2 separate regions of the Drosophila melanogaster genome follow, and region 1 is linked to region 2. A link is a contact called in public HiChIP or PLAC-seq data. All regions are on one chromosome and are shown on one strand. Each heading gives the region's core, a stretch centred on a gene start, on an enhancer-like site or on the middle of the called end of the contact. The rest is flanking DNA. Distances are from core to core; before and after follow the strand shown.

Region 1 (3,316 bases), core at 593-3,092, 52 kb after region 2:
GAAGGCTTTGACCGGTGGCATTGCCATGCTTTTCAAGAAGAACAAGGTCACACAGCTGACGGGCTTCGGCACCATCGTCAATCCCAACGAGGTGGAGGTTAAGAAATCCGACGGCTCCACGGAGACTGTCAAGACCAAGAACATCCTCATCGCCACCGGCTCGGAGGTTACCCCCTTCCCTGGCATTGAAGTAAGTGCAAAACCTCTACAGCGCGCTTGATTACTAATGCATGCCATTCAAAAACCTTCACAGATCGACGAGGAAGTTATTGTGAGCAGCACTGGCGCCCTGAAGCTGGCCAAGGTGCCCAAGCATCTGGTTGTCATCGGCGCCGGTGTCATTGGCCTGGAGCTGGGTTCGGTATGGTCGCGTCTGGGCGCTGAGGTCACTGCCATTGAGTTCATGGATACGATCGGCGGCGTGGGCATCGATAACGAAGTCTCCAAGACGTTCCAAAAGGTGCTCACCAAGCAGGGTCTTAAGTTCAAGCTGGGCACCAAGGTGACGGCTGCCTCTCGCAGCGGCGACAACGTCACCGTGTCCGTGGAGAACGCCAAGTCTGGCGAGAAAGAGGAGATCCAGTGCGACGCCCTGCTGGTCAGTGTTGGACGTCGTCCCTACACCGAAGGTTTGGGTCTGGAGGCCGTGGGCATTGTTAAGGATGACCGCGGCAGGATCCCCGTCAACGCCACTTTCCAAACTGTGGTGCCCAATATTTACGCCATCGGCGACTGCATCCACGGACCCATGTTGGCGCACAAGGCTGAAGATGAGGGCCTCATCACCATTGAGGGCATCAACGGCGGCCACGTGCACATCGACTACAACTGCGTGCCCAGTGTAGTCTACACGCATCCCGAGGTCGCGTGGGTTGGCAAGAGCGAGGAGCAACTGAAGCAGGAGGGTGTTGCCTACAAGGTGGGCAAGTTCCCCTTCCTGGCCAACTCTCGTGCCAAGACCAACAACGACACCGACGGTTTCGTCAAGGTTCTGGCCGACCAGGCCACCGATAAGATCCTGGGAACCCATATTATCGGACCTGGTGCCGGCGAGCTCATTAACGAGGCTGTGCTGGCCATGGAGTACGGAGCCGCTGCCGAGGACGTTGCCCGCGTTTGCCATGCGCATCCAGTAAGTGATTACCTAATCTGATTTGAACCTTTCGAACCTAATGCGCACAATTCCTTCTTTCAGACATGTTCCGAGGCCCTGCGTGAGGCCAATGTGGCAGCTGCCTTTGGCAAACCCATCAACTTCTAAGCACTTCCCAATCTCTGCCAGATAGTGAAGAATTTTGCACCGCGTTTGAAATCTTTGAATAACCCCTATTCGAAAAATTATCCTGACGGCCGAAACGACAGTCTCCGCATATTTGTAACTCTCAATGTAGGAACAGAAAAGTGGAAAATATAAATAATGGTAATGGCGCCAGGCGTTAATTGCAATGTAATATGTGTATTAAGCTAGAATAAATACAACACTGTTTGAAAACTCGAAACTGCAGTTCTGCAGATTAATTCTTTTTCAATGTCGTTAGATTTTCTGGTGTACCACTAATAAAGCTATAAGCATAAAAATAATAGGAGTCCTGTTAAAAAAAAAAAATTGTTCAATTGGTCTCTACAATTTATTTACCATCAAACAATTACATTAAATTTCAAGCCATACGTTCACAAGTAAGATGTAAATAGGTAATACCCTTAAATAGAGAGTTATAAAAAAAATGATAATAAATAACATTCTTTATTAAATTTGAATATTAATATTAATCCACGATTTAGCGGAAAACTCGCCAAGCTGAGTATCACTGTTCACAGCTGTCGTACCGGCTTTTCAAAAGCCATCTGGCAACGCTCGCGAACGCTCAGTGTCAAAATTTCGGCCGTTTCGAACAAATAATTTATTTTTGGGCTTTGTTCACACATTTAGCACCGCATTATTCCCAATATTTTTTACTCAAAAGTTTTGGGGTACAAAATTCATAGCTCATTGCAATGTTCCGATTTGGCAAGCTCCATCGCAGTCTGTCTAAGGTGGCCAAAAAGGGACAGACAGCTGTGTATTCCCAGCGCCGTTGCATTCAGGCGAGGAGTTTCTTGCCGGGATTGGCTAGTAGGACGGCTGGAACGCCCTCTGCGACGGCCCAGGTAACCGGTGGAAACAAGCAGCACGTACACCCCCATGGTAATTCCGTTAACAGTGGCCACGAAGAAGTAAGTGCATTCGTAGAAATAGTTTACATAACACAAGACTCTAATATATTACCCCAACCCAGCATAACACCCGCTGGCCGAGGAAAGTCTTTAGTGGCATCCAGCCGACGGGTTCCCTGCATCTGGGTAATTATCTCGGCGCCGTGCGCAAATGGGTGCAGCTGCAGAATGCTCGTGACGATGTCACCGTGTGTATTGTGGATTTGCACTCTATTACCATGCCCCACAATCCGCCGCTTCTGCGAGAGAACATCTTCACCATGGCCGCCACGTTGTTGGCATGTGGCATCGATCCCACCAAGAGCACCCTCTTTGTCCAGTCCGCCGTTGCCGAGCACGCCGAGTTCAATTGGATCCTTAGCTCCTTGACCACCATGCCGCGATTGGCTCAACTGCCGCAGTTCCGAGAGAAGTCCCGTCTTCTAAAGGATGTCCCTCTGGGATTGTACGTTTACCCGGTTCTCCAAGCAGCCGACATTATGCTTTACAAGTAAGTAAATATATTCCGTTTTTTGTTCAGAATGTAAGCCGGGAATGCAAGAGTCCTAGTTGCTTATCAGACTTAAATGCTTTGGTTCAGCTTTACATATTTTTAAACCACCCTTTAATATCTGAAATGGTTTGCCATTTGCTTACTTATTATAGTACTTATAATATTCATATTCGTTTTTCGATCAGGTCCACTCATGTTCCTGTGGGCGCTGACCAGATTCAGCACATTCAGCTGGCCCAGCACTTGGCCAGAATTTATAACGGTCGCTATGGCGAGACTTTCCCTGTTTGCACCGCCATCATTGAGGATGGTGATGCCTCCCGTGTGCTGTCCCTGCGAGATCCCTCCAAAAAGATGTCTAAATCGGAAGCGAATCCCAAGGCCACCATCAACTTGTGTGACTCGCCCGACTTGATTACGCAGAAGATAAAGAAAGCCGTCACAGACTTTACATCGGACATTACTTATAATCCTGGCAAGCGTGCTGGCGTCAGCAATCTGGTCAACATCCATGCCCAGGTCACGGGACAGAGCATTAAGACAGTGGTGAACGAGGCCGCCACTTTGGACACGGCAAAGTATAAGGACCGTGTGGCGGAGGCTGTGGTC
Region 2 (3,238 bases), core at 231-2,730:
ACGTTCCTCATCTGGGGCCGCGCTATATATGCCGAATATTCTGTTAAAGAGACGGCTATAGGGCAAGAGACTTTCTGTGGAGCAGCAGCGGGTGCAGGGGAAATGCCAAGGTTGGGGAACACCGTAAGGGCCTGGCCGGATTTTCTCAAGGTATAGGCATAGAAGCAGGGAAAGAAAGCTAGCCAATATCATGACCAAAAGGATATAGCCAACGCTCAGCGTGCCTCCCGGCCATGAGGTCTCGAAGAGATTACCCCACTGTAGACCTTCACCGTAGTCCTCCCACATGCAAATGCCGACGACCAACACTTGCAGTCCAGACAACAAGAAAAGGCTGAGGAACACGTTCAATCCTTCCGAACATCCCTTTGAGTGCAAAATCAAAAAGGGAAGATAGGTGGCAATCAAGGCAAGAAAAGTAACCAGCGAGATGCGATATGTTGTAGAGATTAGACTGCTCATCAGGAAGCTAAAGCAGATCGTGCAGTGGCTGAGCACTAGCAGAACGAACAGTGCCATCGACCAGTGGGTGAAGGGCATAAAGGATATCTCAGAATTTGGTAGGACGAGTTTCCAGAACAACGTTATTATCGATGATCCGATCAAGAATATTATGAAGGTCTGGATGTACCACGCCACCCACTGCAGACAAGAGCCCACACCCATCAGGTTCAGTGTCACCTTAAGCTGGAGCTCCTTTTCCTCGACGATGGACTGTAACATAGAGTATGACAATCATTAATTAATATAACCTTCACGGCTAAAATTTCGTTACCTTTGTCAAGCTGACAACCACAAAGAAGATAATGATTACAATAATCATTATGCCCACATCTTGTAAGGTAGATGAGTTGTCCGACTTAAAAATTGGCGGGGAAGGAAGGTCCTTAATTGGTGGAAACTTGATATCCCCCTGGGTCTTATTGAATTCCTTACACTTGTGCTTAATATGGACCTGGCTCAATGCCTGCTGTACGGCTAAGAAGCCGGTTTTATATAACGGATACGATCCGTCTGCTAAGTACATAATATCCACGTTTAAATCAACTGGCTTGCCAGAATGGAGGGTGAAAGACAGCTTATCAGGCCATTCTGTCCAGGGGTCGGAAAATTTGATACCAATCACAGAACTTTGTTCCTTCGAAAAACTAACCAAGGCTTCATAAAGTTTGTGCGAGTTTTCAAATCCTGTGGTTTTATTTACGTTCAGCTCTGCCACAATCGACTCGATCAACTTAGTTTGGGGAGCGAAGTAAATATATGAGCTTTAAGGATAGTAAAAAATTTAAATCTCTAGTAATGGAGGAAGTACTAGCATGTAGGACTTACGGTAAATTATAAAGAAACGCCGCAGTTGGTATTGGATCCGGAATTTTTGGTTTGTTCCTCAGTAACGGTATAAGCCTTGCGCACATACAAAGTAAAGGCAGGAGGGCAAAGAAAAAGAAAAGGCTGACCACATAACATTTGCGGCCTTTGAGCATTGAAAAGTTTTTCCACAACAGCAACAACAACTTTATAATCCAATTTGGAGCTTTGTGGTCAGCCATAATCGATTTCATACAAGAACTTTAAGTGTGTAAATATTTTGTCACTTAACTAAAAGCAACTCTGTTTAATTTTTGACTCAATTAAAACCCAGCACTGTTTCGTTTCATTTCATTTATTTTGTTTTTGATGTTCAGGTATAAACTCATATGTACACAAAATTCGTTAGAGAAATACATCACGCAAATGCAGAGCTACTGGAAAAGCGAAAAAAAGAGTATAAAAAGAATGAAGTATAAAATGTAAAAGACAATGCGGTAGCCGTTGTGACAATCAGTTACTTCATCGTAAATTTGCTACATAACTATAGTGAGATATTGACTTTAGTGAGCTATTTCAGTCCAATCACATTGTGTTCTCGTTACCAGAAGTGTATAATGCTTTGCTTGCATGCCCCAAAAGAAATGCGTTAGCAAGGGAATGCTTAGTGTTGTTGATTTAATGATTCTTGATGCTGTTTCTGTTGCTGCTGCACTGGCACCTGTTGATTCAGAACGGGCGGAGGACTCTGATTGTGGATCTGTTGTTGTGCTACGGGTTGCTGTTGGGCAGTTTGCTGCTGCTGCTGTACTGGTTGCTGTTGCTGCACAGTTTGCTGCTGCTGCTGTACTGGTTGCTGTTGCTGCACAGTTTGCTGCTGCTGCTGCACAGGCTGCTGCTGCTGTTGCACAGGCTGTTGCTGCTGTTGCACCGGCTGTTGCACAGGCTTTTGCTGTTGCTGCACTGGCTGTTGCTGCTGATAGACTGGCTGCTGTTGCTGATACACAGGTTGATTTTGGTATACCGGTTGTTGTTGCTGCGGAATCTGTCCAGCGTGTTGGTAAACCTGGTTGGGTTGCAGCTGCACAGGCTGCTGTCCGTTTCCGTACTGCTGCTGTTGGTATTGCTGGGCATATTGCTGTTGCTGTTGCGCGTATTGCTGTTGCTGCTGGGCGTGTACTTGGTCAGGATGCTGGTAGTGCAATTGGGCGCCCGGTGGTGCCTGTTGGTAGGCCACGCCTCCTGGTGGTGGAGCAGCATAGTATCCCTGTGGCATGTTCGGGTGCGGTGGCAGCTGGCCCTGAGCAATCAAGCGCTGCACTTCCTCCTGCCGCCGGCGTTCGTACTCCAGATACTCCTCGTGTGTATACTGCTGCTGTCGGTCGATGGTCTCCCATTCGGGGTCCTTTTGAAATTCTTCCTTGTTAGTCTGCACCATGAACTCGTCGATGCTGATTAAGCCGTCGTGGTTCATGTCCGTCTCCTGAAAGTAGTGCTCGCGCATACGTTCCATTTCCTCTGCTCGCTCCCTCATATCGTCCTCGGGAAGATCACTCTGATAGACCTTGTCCAGTTCCTTGACAAACAGAGCTTTGACCTCAGCCTCGTCCCAGTAGCCGTTGCTGTCGACGTCGTGGATGGAGAAGAATGTCTTCGGATCAAAGTCGTTCTTGTCCATGTGGTCCTGCTTCTCCCACACATCCTCTAGTTGGGCCTTGTTGCCAGGGTGGTGCAGCTTCTCGTGGTCCTTATGCTTTTCCTCCTTCTCCTTGAGCTCGGTCTCAAACTTCTTCCGCGACTCCTCATCCATTTCCTTTTTCTGCGCCTCACGCTCAAACTCTTTCTGCATTTCGTACTCCTTGAACTCGCCACGTCGCTTGCGGTCCGCCTCGGCCAGGTCGTCGGAGGTCTTCTGAATGAGCTTTCGCAG

The links. HiChIP or PLAC-seq counts read pairs in DNA pulled down with a chosen protein or histone mark.
Region 1: an H3K27ac HiChIP or PLAC-seq map of the Kc167 cell line shows a contact between it and region 2, with 2.1 times the contacts expected there. The contact joins the promoter of TrpRS-m here to the promoter of CG42816 in region 2. A contact is called at or near these places in 44 of 107 Hi-C or Micro-C datasets (the Clone 8 cell line, the D17-c3 cell line, the Kc167 cell line and 17 more) and 3 of 6 datasets of contacts at active chromatin or transcription factors (all in the Kc167 cell line).

What each region holds. Positions count from the first base shown.
Region 1 is chr3L:17,847,885-17,851,200 of dm6, forward strand. TrpRS-m (Tryptophanyl-tRNA synthetase, mitochondrial) reads left to right here and starts at 1,843. Exons shown (of 3, transcript NM_140761.3): 1 at 1,843-2,214; 2 at 2,277-2,704; 3 at 2,893-3,316. The coding sequence starts at 1,996. It overlaps CG7430, which reads left to right. Exons shown (of 4, transcript NM_140760.4): 2 at 1-190; 3 at 254-1,132; 4 at 1,196-1,717. The coding sequence ends at 1,261.
Region 2 is chr3L:17,796,114-17,799,351 of dm6, forward strand. It overlaps CG42816, which reads right to left and starts at 1,481. Exons shown (of 11, transcript NM_168748.4): 1 at 1,330-1,481; 2 at 776-1,265; 3 at 1-714. The coding sequence starts at 1,027. NUCB1 (Nucleobindin 1) reads right to left here. Exons shown (of 2, transcript NM_140751.4): 2 at 1,625-3,238. The coding sequence ends at 1,973.